Regions from separate parts of the Gossypium raimondii genome. Here region 2 is linked to region 1. Evidence: chromatin contacts called from public Hi-C data. All regions are on one chromosome and are shown on one strand. The core of a region is the stretch at or near the end of the contact, and the rest is flanking DNA. Distances in the headings are between cores, read along the strand shown.

Evidence for each region. A called contact is a pair of places that touch in the nucleus more often than the background predicts.
Region 2: a Hi-C map of leaf shows a contact between it and region 1, with 3 times the contacts expected there. The contact joins the promoter of LOC105783333 here to the promoter of LOC105784317 in region 1. A contact is called at or near these places in 2 of 2 Hi-C or Micro-C datasets (both in leaf).

The regions. Positions count from the first base shown.
Region 1 is chr13:15,074,481-15,081,810 of ASM2569854v1, reverse strand. It overlaps LOC105784317, which reads left to right and starts at 3,992. Exons shown (of 5, transcript XM_012610165.2): 1 at 3,992-4,166; 2 at 4,270-4,342; 3 at 5,165-5,216; 4 at 5,329-5,398; 5 at 5,919-6,241. The coding sequence starts at 4,071. The coding sequence ends at 6,005.
Region 2 is chr13:15,347,115-15,354,444 of ASM2569854v1, reverse strand. LOC105783333 (LEAF RUST 10 DISEASE-RESISTANCE LOCUS RECEPTOR-LIKE PROTEIN KINASE-like 1.5) reads left to right here and starts at 2,811. Exons shown (of 3, transcript XM_012608726.2): 1 at 2,811-3,948; 2 at 4,069-4,125; 3 at 4,326-4,597. The coding sequence starts at 3,126. The coding sequence ends at 4,360. LOC105783332 (pentatricopeptide repeat-containing protein At1g69290) reads left to right here and starts at 9. Exons shown (of 1, transcript XM_012608725.2): 1 at 9-2,661. The coding sequence starts at 46. The coding sequence ends at 2,043.

The DNA.
Region 1 (7,330 bases), core at 2,743-5,242:
AAAATCTCATTTCACTCTATCATAGGCTTTGCTCGTGTCAAGTTTTAGAGCCAAAAAACATTTTTGACCCGTTCTCTTTCGCTTAAAAACATGCGATACTTCATAGGCTAGAAGAATATTGTCTGTAATGAGTCTTCCCATCACGAAAGCACTTTGTGCTTCATCAATACATATGTCGAAGACTTGTTTAAATCGATTTACTGTTGTTTTAGATATAATCTTATAAAGCATCGTGCAAAAATTAATATGCTGAAACTTCCTTAGATCATTCGAATGAGCAACCTTCTAAATTAAAATAATATGAGTGAGATTTAAGGATTCTAGAGAAATACCTCAATTTAGAACATCCAAGCAAAACGATCTAATGTCCTGCCCAACAATGTGCCAATACTTTTGGTAAAATAAAGCTGGAATGTCATTTGCACCTAAAGCTTTTGTTGGACCCATTTCTTTCAAGACTGTCCAAATCTCCTCTCTACTATACTTGGCTAGGAGACTTTGAGAAATACAATTTTCCACCCATAATAAAATGTGATTCGTGTCGCCAATCCCTTGAGTAGAAAAACCTTTAAAAAATGCGTACTAGCAATAGCAGCCATTTCAGAATTTCCTGAAATAAGTTGGCCATTTTCATCAGGCAAACCTCTAATACAATTTATCCTTTTGTGCTGTGAAGCACAATTATGGAAAAATTTTGTATTTCGATCCCCCGAATTTAACCAATTCACCCTAGCTCTTTGTTCCCAATATGACTCCTCTTTTTCGATTTTCATATTAAGATGCACTTTCACATCAATCAGTTCAGCAAGATTCTCTTTCGTTCTTTCCATCGCATCCAATTGATCTATACGCCTAAGAAGCTTCTTCGACTTATCGACTCTGTCATTTTTCAAATTATCCACCCATTTTTGTAAACCTCCACAAAGTTGAGCAGTCGATCAGTGACGTGACCAGAACTATTCTCTCATAGATGTTTTATTTCTACCTCACAAGTTTCCTACATAGCCCACTAAGTTTCAAAGCGAAACTTTCTTTTGTATGATGTTGGGCTTCATTCCCTGTATTAATAAATAAGGGGCAATAATCTGGAATAGAATGAGAGAGATGGCATAACGAGAATTCAGAAAAATATGACCGCCATTCAGCATTTACCACTCCACGGTCGAGTCTTTCTCAAATATTGTTTTCTAGCAAATTACCCTTTTCCCACGTAAACCAAGGACCTAAATGGCCCATATCCTCTAACTGGCATTCTATAAGAACCAATTGAAACTCCTCCATGTGTCCTTCACCCCTAGGAATGCCTCCATTTTTTTTCAAAAGCATACATAATCTCATTAAAATCGCCACATACCATCCATGGAAAATTTTGATCATGTCCTAACAATCGTAATAGATTCCATGATTCAATTCTATGACGAGAATTAGAAACACCATAAAAACCCGTCATTCTCCATTTGGGCTTAGTGGGAACTTCTTGCACTTCTACATCGATGTGATTTCTTGAGAAATTCCTCAATATAATAGAACACCCCTTATTCCACCCAATACTCAATCCTTCACAAGTACCCTCAGCCCGAACATCAATCCTACATTGAAAACCACACTGTTTCTTAACTTTCTCCATACATTCGAATTTAGTTTAGTCTCCATAAAGAAGGCAATATGGGGATGGTAAATTTTTAGCATATGTCGAATTCTACGAACATCCCGCGGATTCCCCAATCCACAGGCATTCCAACAAAGAATTTTCATTGCATCTGGTCGGCTGTCGCTGATATCCTTTGAGTAGGGTGTTCTTATACCCATCATCGATCCCCCTCAAATCTGAAAACTCAGAAACTATAGAGCTCAAAAAATTCGATCTTTGTCTTTTCTTGCCTTCAAGACCTTCTAATGGGTTGTTTTCCAAGTCATGGTCCATAGTATCTTTACCTAAACCACTTGAGCAGCCCACCACTTTTCTTTCCATAATATTCGAATTTACTTTCAGATTTAATCCCAATATGGGATTAATTTTGTACCCTAATTCTTGCCCTCTAATATTCCATAAATTTCTCCTAGAATCTTGCTTTTCAAAATTGGCTTTCGAAAAATTTGCATCATCTTCCTCACAAAGCCAAAAATTGGTCGTGGTAGTTTCCCTTATTGACTATGCTTTCAACGACAAATCCCAACCTAACTCTAACTCTTATTGTCCACGCGATAATCTAACCAGACAGAACTTATCACCACGTCCCAAACATCCGCAAATAAAACAGGAAAGCGTTAATTTCTCATATTTAAAATTCGCATAAACAAAACTCGATTGAGAAATCTTTACTTTCTTTCGTCTCTTTAATGGAACACGAACATCTACTTGAACTAGAATCCTCATAAAATTTGTATACCCACGGTTTTGCAGTTTAGAATCATATTCCACAAAATTTCCAATGAAATTTCTTAACTATCTAGCAACATTTTCAAAAAAATAAACCAGAGGGTAAATCATGTATTTGGACCCAAAAATACGAGAAAACCAAAGGAACTTGCATCGGATCTTCATCCTCCTTTAAACGGTAAAACACCAAAAGGTGGTTATTGAACGTCAACAGGGCGCCATTGATCATTCTATCAATATCAAGTGCATGAAAGAGTTTGAATAAAAAACGTTTCTCACCCAAATCTGAAATTTGAACTTACCCGAATGAATGCAAGAGATTTGTCGAAGTGTTTCTCATTGTAGGAAAATGTATCACACTTGCCGTAATAAAACATCCAACAAGACTGAATTCATAAGCCTTTTTTCTGCAACTCAAATCCATGAGAAAATTGCCAAACCTCTTCTTTACTCAACTTAGCAAGGTTTTTTTTTTTCCATTTTCGAAAGCAAAAATAGCAAAAGGCAAAGGTGGCATAAAAAATAAAGAAATCAAAAGGAACAAAAGACTTGCTACTGTGAACAAACAAAGAGAGACGAAAAACGTGCTACTGTGAGCCAACTTTTGTTCATGCGCATTAAGTTTTAAAAACAATTAAACTTCATAAATTTATAATAAAATTTAGATGTTGCAATATATGAAAATCAGCTGTAAGTGTGAAGAGACAATGAAACCATGTGGTCCCAACTTTTCCTTATTATAGTGACCTTTTCTTCTTTCACTCTTTCTCTTCTTCAGCCATTGGTTATAAACATCATATTTCCACCATTATAATTATGCTAAACTCACACAATCATATGATGTTTCTCCTTGTGAGGTTTTTAGGGTTCCTATTTTTGATTAATTTTGAGAGTCTTATCAATAATTCCAAAAGGGGAAATCTCATACCTTTAGATGCATAAAAAAATCGATAAAATATAAAGAATTAACTCCTCCAATATACTTAAAAAAAACTAGATTATTGGATTAGTATGTAATTTTATTTTTATTGATATTTATGAATTAAATTTACTACCATGCTTTAATTGTGCATCGAATGTTGCCATTTTACTTGATTAAATTTTACCACTAAATTTTGGTTTTATTAAACTTTACTGTTCAATTTTAATTTAGAATAATTTGAACACAAAATTCAATGAAAATATTTTTATATCTTATTTTAATATTTAACAATAATATAATATTAAAACTTATTTTATATATTTCTATTCTTCAAGTATTTATTTAATTAAATACAAAATTTTCAGTTAATTTATTAAATTTTTAATATTTTTAAATAAAAAAATAAAATATTTCAAATAATCAAAATTAGAATTCAGCAGTAAAATTTAAGGTAAAGAAATTCTAGTGGAACCATTGATATAGCTGTAATTGGGATGAAATTTTGACGAATTACTAAGGTATTCCAAATTTAGAGGTAAGGAAGCCCAAGGTCTCTTATTTCCCCATGAAATCTACCAAAATAATGGGCCGTACCAATCGTGGCACAAACAAAACAAAACTTGGAATGGGAAGTATATTTCGGATCCAGCCCAAGAAAGGGGAAAAAATATTAATAGTTCAAATTTTGAAGTTTAATCTGAGATAGTATAACTAATTTCACCTACTGGTGTTTGTTTTTACGACTGCAGAAAAGTAATTAAAGAGGGGATGGAGGGTGGAAGAGAAAAAGAAGAGGAACAAGATGGCGTTTCCGTACATTCTCCTTGCAAAGCTCCGCCGTCCTCCGCCTCTTCTCTTCCTAAGGTTTCTCTCGCCGTTTCGTTTTTTCTCCGTTTTATGCAATTAGTTATCACTTTTTTTTTGTTGATTTTTATTTAAATTTTATATTTATCTGTTGATTTATTAGGAGCAACAGGAGGTGGAATTGGAGCTCAGGCTATTGGAAGCACTTGAAATTTATCCTCCCGTCAAATTACGAGGCACGTTCATCGCTTCTTCTTCTTCTTCTTTTTTTTTAAAATTTGTTAATTGTTTTTTTATAGGGAGAAGTTCTTTTGTATTTCAGTTTAAATATTGATTCTTAGGAGTTATCTGGAAAAAAAATGAATTGAATTTTCTTTTTCTGGATTCTAATTGTGAAGTTTTATTGGAAATTTGTATTTATGATTCAGTTTGTGAATTACTTTTTAACATGCTAGTGATGTGATCAATTCAAATGTTGATTCCTTTAATTTTCTTATTGCTGTGGTGAAAAATGGTTAAGCAATATTTTCAGCAAAAACCTTTAATGAATATGTATTTAGCTGGTAATTGCAGTAAAAAGGTCAGCTTTTTATTTCTGTAGTTGACTTGATTCTGTATTTGATCTGGTAGTTTTAGAACCTAATGGTGTTTTTCATGTCAATGAGACATTGGCCAAATGGCAAGGTTGAGGCATTAGGAACTTCTAGGTTCCAAGTTCAAGTCCCTCATGTGTAAATCATGTATGCGCAAGTTAGTTTGATTGTTGACTTAATTGTTCAGTTCAGTGCTTGTAATGATTGATTTCGATGGAAACTGTTGATATACTTGTAAATTGTAACTTCAAAAACAAATGGTGCTTCATGTATATTGTTTATAGGCCAATGTTAAGCTTTCAAACCTTAGAGCTACTTCAGTTGTTCAAATAACTTATATGTGGTTAATTATTTGGTGCATTTAGCAGTTAATGCACATTTTTATGGTAAAATAACTAGGATTCATTTTGGTCTTTAACAATCTACATTAATGCATAACTTTGAATCTAATTTGCTTCTCCGCAGGCGTGCATCGCCACTTTGTCCTCTATGGTCTGATGGAATTCCTGAGGAAAAGGTTTGTTCTGCCTCTTGTTCTTGCTGCTCCGAACTGATCCCCTCTTTCGATCCTGTTCTTTCATTTTTGTTTCTTTCATTTTTACTTATCGTTTTGCTAAATTTTGTCACAGCCTGGACCGGCATTTTTCTCCAGACGAGGTTCTGCAGTTGCTAGATCGTTTCTACAACTTGGAAGTGCTGGTAACTTGCCTGTTCTATAATTAATTTTCATGTCCATCAGTTAATATGGTATTCCTTTGAAGATGAGTTTTATGCATTGATTACTGTCTTGGTCTCAACATAAGAATTGGTAGCTGTCTTGTATCTTAGATGAGGAAGTCATTGTTACTTATACTCTTCATTTTCTTCTAAGTACCCCTGTTTGACATCTATTTCTGATGTATATTGAAATATTGATATGCACATATATGATCCTCCAAAAATATAGAAAACTTAGAAAAAAAAAATCGAGTTTACTTATGTTAGCACATACCCAAGTCCGATGCTCACCATCAAGTCCAAGTAAATTATAGGAGGAAAGTGCCTCCTGAAAAACTGGGTTGCTAGTTAATGTTTGTTGATGGTACAAAGTCTTTTTGATAAAAAATAAAAAAAAAAGAAGGAAAATTAGCCCTAAAACCCTTAATAAAAAGTGCTATTGCTTTTGGGGATGTCAAAAGATAGTTTTGTTAAGCTAATTTCTCTCTTTTGTAAATATCAGAAACCAGATGATGAAGAGATTGATATCCTAAACCATGAGGAAGATTTTTGCTTGCCACAAAGCTATTTTGTCAAGGAAGAACCCTAAATCAATTTTGGGGGAATTTGGGGGGGCATCCTGATATTTGCACTAGACTTGGTTTTTTTTACTTGAGATCTGATGATTTCTAACTGTGATAATGTTCCTTTATCAATTTGCACAATATTATTGTAAAAATTAGGTTGCAATTTTGATGGGATGTAATTAGTTTGGCTCTACCATCTTTTGACACCTTATTATTACTTTATTATTATTATTATTTATCTCAGCTTATTATTACTTTATGATTTCTCTTTTTGGGTAAAATATTTTTCTAAAATCTAGACTTATACTAATATTCTTAATTGAATGTATCACCAGTCAAAGTGATAAAAGAATAAATAGATAATTGATGGAAAACCTAATTTGTAATTAAAAGTTATATATCTTTATTTATAAAAGATATGCCCTCTTTATGAAAAAAAAGTGTTTAAAATTTTACATTTGTTTCTTCTCACTATTTTCTTTTATACTCTACATAAAAATATGATTTATTTTCATATATTTTTATTGTACTAAAAAATAGTTAATTGAATTTTGTTCAGTTGATAGCATTAGGAAAATAGTGATTAGAGCACTGAAGCACGTATAATATTCTAACCTAATTAGTTTAGATTTAGGGTTTATAAGTAATGTAGAAAATTGTTTTTAAACAATTTTCTATTTTTAAATCCAATTCATGAAGTCCTGAGTCTAATCCAATTACTATTTATATATTTCATATCAATTTAATTGGATTTTTTAAAAATAATAAATTTTAAAAACAACAGATTTTGTTATTAGGGTGTCTTTGGTTGAAGTAAAGTAACATTTTGGGGCAATGTTAAATTTTAGCTTAAGATTTCAAATATCATTTTGAGCCAGTAATTTATTATTTCCAATAGTATCAAAATTCTGAAATATAAGAGGATTCTCAATACTACATTTTCTTTATGTACTCTTATATTTCCTTGCTAATGTGACATTTTAGACATATTTATCTTATTTTATGACTTCAATTTATTTTTCTTCAACTAAAACGTAATAATAATAATAATAATAATAATAATAATAATAATAATAATAATAATAATAATAATAATAATAATAATAATAATAATAATAACTGATGAAACAAGTTATTCTTCAAATAACATTCCAACTATATATACATTTGAATTAAGAATATATATACTTATCATATATATTAATTTTTTTCCAAAATATATGATATTTTGCTAATTTTATTGTAAGTTTTAAAATTCATCTATGAGATAGAAATAATTTGCATGCTAATGGTCTAAAATTGTTGCAAATTTTTATTTAGGATTAATATTTGATGCACCGTGGGTAGA
Region 2 (7,330 bases), core at 1,562-4,061, 270 kb before region 1:
AGCCTCGCGGTTTACCAGTAAAAGAGCAATATTAGAAGGAGAACAATGCAATGTTTGCAGATTTACGGTGAAATGTGGAGAAAAGCAGTGTGTTCAATCCCACCCTATAGACCTTTCTCTTCTTCCGCCGCCACTGATATCCCAACTCTTTACTCTTTCCTTCAGCCTTCAATTTTTGCATTAAAACCAAACAAGCAATCAAAACAACCTCAGGACTCCACCAATTCCCAAACCAAAACCCTAACCGAAGAACAAAAAACCACTCTACAAACCACCCTAGAGAAATCCCTTCTCACCCACAACACTGATGAAGCCTGGAAGTCCTTCAAGTCCCTCACCATCTGCTGCACTTTTCCCAATAAGTCCCTCACTAACTCCCTTATTACCCACTTGTCTTCCTTGCAAGACACCCAAAATCTCAAAAGGGCATTTGCCTCTGTGATTTTTGTCATTGAAAAGGATCCAAAGTTGCTGTCTTTTGAAACCGTGACTACCCTTTTGAGTTCCATGAATTTTGCCAACACCGCCGCCCCTGCTTTTGCTCTTATAAAATGCATGTTCAAAAACAGGTACTTTGTCCCTTTTGGGTTGTGGGGTAATATGCTTGTTGATGTCAGTAGGAAAAGTGGTAGCCTTGTTGCATTTTTAAGAGTTTTTGAGGAATGTTGTAGGATTGCTATTGATGAAAAGTTGAATTATATGAAACCTGATTTGGCTGCTTGTAATGCTGCTCTAGAGTGTTGCTGTTGTGAGCTTGAATCAGTTTCGGATGCTGAAAAAGTAGTGGCAACTATGTCTGTCTTAGGTGTTCGGCCCGATGAATCAAGTTTTGGTTTCCTTTCTTATTTGTTTGCATTAAAAGGGCTTGAAAAGAAGATAGATGAGTTAGAAAAATTGATGGTTGAGTTTGGTTTTTCAAATAAACGGGTGTTTTTTAATAGCTTGATTGGTGGGTATGTCAAGTCGGGCAAAATAGACTCAGTTTCAACCACGGTTTTGCGTAGTTTGAGAGAAGGTAATGGGAAAGAGTGGATTTTCAGTGATGAAACTCACTGTGAAGTGGTTAAAGGGTATCTTCAAAATGGGGCTATGAAGAGTTTAGCTAGTTTGATCATTGAAGCTCAAAAGTTGGAGTCTCCCATGCTTGAGGTTGACAAGTCTTTTGGATATGGCATCATTAGCGCCTGTATTAATCTTGGTTTAGCAGATAAGGCACACAGCATTCTTGATGAAATGAATGCTCAGAGTGGTTCCGTGGGGCTTGGTGTTTATGTGCCTATCTTAAAGGCTTACAGCAAGGAGCATAGAACTGCCGAAGCTACTCAATTAGTTGTGGATATTGGTAATTCAGGGCTTCAGTTGGATGCAGGAATGTATGACATGCTAATTGAAGCGTCCATGACGAGTCAGGATTTTCAGTCTGCTTTTACATTGTTTAGGGATATGAGAGATGCAAGAATACTTGACTTGAAAGGGAGTTATCTTACTATAATGACAGGTCTGATGGAGAATCAAAGACCTGAGTTGATGGCTGCATTTCTAGATGAAGTTGTTGAAGACCCTCGCATAGAAGTTAAAACTCATGACTGGAACTCAATTATTCATGCTTTCTGTAAAGCTGGGCGGTTGGAAGATGCTAGGAGGACTTTCAGAAGGATGACTTTCCTGCAGTTTGAGCCAAATGATCAAACATATTTGTCCCTGATTAATGGTTATGTGACTGCGGAGAAATATTTCAGTGTTTTGATGCTATGGAATGAGATTAAACGGAAAATTTCAGGTGGCAAAGAGAAAGGCATCAATTTTGATCACAACTTAGTTGATGCATTCTTATATGCTCTTGTTAAAGGGGGTTTCTTTGATGCAGTGATGCAAGTCGTTGAGAAGTCGCAAGAGATGAAAATTTTTGTGGATAAATGGAGGTACAAACAAGCATTCATGGAGAAGCATAAGAAGCTTAAAGTGTCAAAGTTGAGGAGAAGGAGCTTCAGGAAAATGGAGGCACTTATCGCTTTCAAGAATTGGGCTGGTTTGAATGCATGATTATCCACAGTACTTCTGAAACACAAGGAGCTTCAAATCGACAGAATTCTACTTGCCACGAGGCATCAGTACCATGAACTTTATGCTATTGTATTCCCTTGAAATATGTAGATGTCCAGGAAACTTGAAGCTCACTTGAAATATGGGGATTTCTAGGAAACTGAAAGCTCTTAGTGTTATCGGTTGTGTGAATTCTTCATCCCACTGGTGATACCTAGTTGCCTTGGTATCTGCATGCGGTACCGACTCACTGTAAATCCAGTGGATGTGCTATGGTTGTTTTATCCGAGAAGAGTTTGAACCTGATGCAAGTTCAATATATGAGGTAGGGGGATTGGTTAGGTTTTCTTTGCTGCTTGGCACTGAAGTGAATTTGAGAGGAAAATTTTCCCCGTCTTTTATACATTTATTATTTACCATTAGCCATTATGTGAACCACATTTCCCTCTTTTAGGATGTGACAGACTGATATATTCTGACAGAGGATTTAGAAGCCCTGACTCAGTGTAATCACTTTGAAAGAGGAGTAAAACATTTTCTATTTACATATTGTAAAAAATGCGACAAAAAAATAAATTTACAAGACGTGCTGTGTCCATGAATGGGGTTGCAGTTTTCTCTTCCCGTTTCACATGAATGAATACTACTGAAATGTCTTCTTTTCACACAAATGACATTCTTCTTCTTTTTAATCTCTAGTCTCACTTTCACAGGTCGCATGGTCCATAAGAGGTGGAAAATTTTACATTTTGCTGTGGCATCATCTTTTTAACCTTTCTTTTCATTCTGAGGAATTGGGGATCCATATATGTCACAGTAACTTGGACAGACAAAGTGCTGTGACTAAATGGACTTTTAGGTGCTTATTTAACCCCCTTCTTTTTATTCAAAATAGTAATGAAAATCCATGGTGCTTTATAGCTAGAATGCACAAAATGACAGGCTCTTCTTTTTAGGATGGAAAAGGGGAAGAATGTTGAAATTTGATTAGTTCCACCGAAAAGAATACCATTTCTCCTCCTCATATCTTTTTAACTATTAGCTGCACTTGTAATTTGTTCTTCATCCAAAACCCTTTATCCATGTCACCTCTACCAGCTGCTATCTTCATCAGCATTCTGTTCTTGCTTCCTCAACTCCATAAAGTTTGTGCTGCCAGCCCTGCTGCTGGCCGCACCATACCGACCCGCGGTACATGTAACAGCACTTGTGGTGCAATCCCGGTTATGTTTCCCTTTGGCACTGGATTTGGGTGTGGCCACCCTTACTTTGCTAGATATGTAAAATGCAATGCTGGTACTCTACAGTTCTCAACTGGCACTGGCATTTACCCTGTTTCTTCCATCGACTACCCAACCAGCACTATTGTTGTTGCAGATCCTTTCATGTCAACTTGCTCTTCAATGCAGAATTCTGGAAGTTTTAGCTTGGACCGAACGAGCCCGTTCACACTAACAGGTTCCAATATCTTTGTCCTGCTTGGTTGCTCAACTACATCTCCAGTGTTTGATCCAAGTGAGGATTTGTGTGATACCGGATCAGGTTCTCGTGTTTGCAGCGGTTTGTATTCTTGCAAAGGGGTAACTGGAATTGGGTTGCCACAAAATGCACCTACATCTACCTGTTGTGTTTATGACTCCTTGATGGGAATAGGATCAGGCTATTCTTTGGATCTCCCAAAACTTCAGTGCTCATCGTACACGTCGATATACGAGTTTGGAGATGAAGGGGATCCCATGAAATGGAAATTTGGGATTTCTTTGCAGTATAATGATTCATACTACACTCCTGCATGCAAGGACTGTGAAACCAGTGGAGGCTTGTGTGGCTTTTCTGGTCTGGATGAGTCATTCTCTTGCATTTGCCGAGATGGTGTGAACACTACCACAAATTGCTTTGGCCATGGTTAGTTCAATACAAACAACAAATGCACTGTTGCACATACGTTCAGTTCAATGATCTTTCCTTTCCCTTCTTTATTTATTTACTGAATTTATCTGTATTGTGTGTTTTTTATATGATTAGGGTACACCTGGAGTGGGGCATGGGAACCCAAAATTCAAACCAAGACTAGTATTGGAGGTATTAAATGACACTACCATATCTTATCACTTTATTTTCATTTAACTTTTTTTACACCAAAAGTCTTCCTTTTGCAGGACTTTTTACAGTCGCATAGTGTTTTCCGTTACTTTTTTTCTCTTTCTCCAAAAATCCCGTTACTTGCTTTCAAACATGCATGTTGGCCAATTTTTGCTTTATTTTCATCTTTTGGTCTGCAGTGTTTTTGCTGTGGTGGATTTATCTTCTAGTTTGATGACGAAATGACTTCAAAATGAAAGTGTGTGGTGGTCGAAGAAGATCATGTGATGTTACATGCAAATTTTACCTCAAATATCTCATGTAATTTAAGGGGGTCCAAAATTCATGAATATTCTTGCCATAAATGTAAGATCCGGTTTGGTTATTCGGATCATATGTATGCAGTGATGCACATTTCACTTGTTGTTTTGCTGACAATGGAATTTGCTGAAAAAAAGGGTGATTTGAAATAGCCATAAATACTGATGGTTAAATGAAAGCGAAAATTGTCAAAACTGCAAAATAAATATTTGTGCTATATCGAAATTTGAAATTTGTGCTATATTTAATACAATATTGATACAATATTTAATACAATATGAAGTCGTCTTATTTTGCCTCACTTCATTTTATATTTATTAACTGTTTTTAATAATTTCAGCATAATCTATAAATGCTTCAGGGTTTATTGTACAATGTATTATTATATTTTTCTTTATAAAAGTTAATATATATATATATATATATATATAAGGGTAAAATTGTAGTTTCAAAACATTGAAGTTAGCTAGGGTAGGGCAAGTACTTCCCTTTCAAAAGAAAAAAAAGAACGCCCCATCTCGTTGCCATTGTCTAAGATACAGATTTATCCAAAATCTATCAAATTTATTAGTTTGAATTTCTTTTGAATGAACTAATATAGCTTTTCTTATTCATTGTATTACAGAATTTTTCATTTAAATATTTTTATTATTTAAAAGTTTTATCACTTTTATAAATAAAAATTTTAATTTTACTGAAATAATTTGTTTAAATAAATTTACTTCATAAAAAATTAATCATACTTATGAACAAAATTATGGTTCAATTAAAAGAATTTTATTAAATAAATTTATATAATAATAAATAATTTAAATTTTATATTAAATTCATTTATAGTTAAATTATTATGTTTCCATTAAAAAAGGAAAATTATTTTACTTTAGTTTAAATAATAATATAGAATTATTTATATAATAAGTAAGTTTATATTTCATTTATAATTTTTTAACTAATATATATAATATATTTTAATCATATTAATCATATATTATCTACAAACTATTGCAGTCAATTTATTAACTATTGAATAGTTAAAAGAGTAATGATTTTAGTTATTAATATACCATTTTTATAGTTTATACAAATGCTTAATAATAATTAGAAATTTTTTTATTACACAAAATAATTTATATATGTTATTTATAATTACTATTTATTATTTTCAATAATACTAATTTGCATTAATTATATGAACTAAAAATTATATTATAAATTTTTTGAAAATAGCTTCCATAGAGTATTAGAGAAAAACAGATCCGCATGAGCGAGGTCCAAGTCCAAAGACAAAAGCAACAAACTGCATTATGTCCTAATACAATTAGAAAAATACCAAAGAAAAATAGAAGATAAAAGAAAAATAAACCTAAAAGGCTACCCCATAAGCAGCTGATGGAAGCTGAAAATCTCAAAGCCAAATTTGATAAGCTTGCAAGCATGGCAATGGAGAGAAAAGAAGACACAACAAGGACAACTAGACATATGTGACAATTCAAGCCCAATGCATGCGGCGAAATTAAGGCAGATGAGCGTTTGACCCCTTGTCCGTAGCCACCGCGCTTTCCACCTTAAATGGAACCTCATCAACCAAAAAACGGTCCGATGTCCAGCGCAATCCCAACGCTGCGAGTTGGTAAGCAACCCAATTCTACTCTCAAAAGCAATGGTAGACTGTAGCTGCTACAAAAAAGGTAATTAATCGCAACCTCCCCTTTATAACCAGTGCCCGGATCTCTGACCGGTCAGCCTGTGTGCTATTGAGTTTGTGAATCACATGCAGAGAGTCCCCTTCAAACACGACCTGAGATAGACCAAGGTCCTGGGCGAATTCCAACGCTGACAAGAGAACCAACGCTTCTGCAACAAAAGCCGACAAGACCTAACCATGGATCCTAGTACAAGCACCAAGCACCTGGCTCTGGGCATCCTGCATCACCACCCCTGAGCAAGAAGAGTGTGACCCCCCTCTGTATGCAACATCGAAGTTGGCCTTAACCAGAGGCGCGATTGGAGGGTGCCATTGTGCAATATGCAAAACCCCCAGAATTGCTCCTGGCACGGCCAGCACCGATAGGCCACCCATGTAGGATCGAATAAAGGAGACCAACTCAAGAGACGTCCAACCAAGGCCCTCGTGATAATACCTATTGCGTGACCACCATAGTTCCCAAATCGTGATAAGGATAAGTGCTAACTTGTCCTAAGTATGTGCTTGACAAATAAAACCCAACCAACTCACAAGATCCAAATCTTTGTAGGTACTAGCCCAGGATACGAGAAGCCAATTCCAAACTGAAATGGCAAAAGGGCAGTCTCGAAGCACGTGAATAGGCGTCTCAAGTATATTTAGGCATCTAGGGCAAAATTGTGTGGTAGAGCTGTATCGATTGTAAAGGTTGTGTAATATGGGTACATAATTGCAAAGGAATCTCCAAATTGTTATGTGAACTTTAGAAGGGGCCCGAACCTTCCAAAGTGTTGTAAACAAATCACATGAACTCAATGGGTTAAAAGGACTATAGGGAATCAGGATTTGTTGCATAGGCCAATGAAGCAACCTATAACCATTACGGATGGAGTAACAACCTATTAGGTCGCCTTTCCAAACCACTAAATTATCACCAGCCAAACAAGAGAGGGGAATGTTTAAAATGTGATTAGCCTCAACGATCGAAGACAACTCAGGGACCAAGGTATGATTCCACTGAGCCAAATCCTGTAACATCAAATCACTCACCCAAGTAACATTAGTAGTAACAGATAAGTGTACGATATGGCTAAGAACAATGCCTGGGAGCCAATTGTAGTTCCAGATAGAGATAGAGTGACCATTACCCACCCGTCAACCGAGGCCCTTTTCTAACAAACCCCGAAAGCACTAGATACT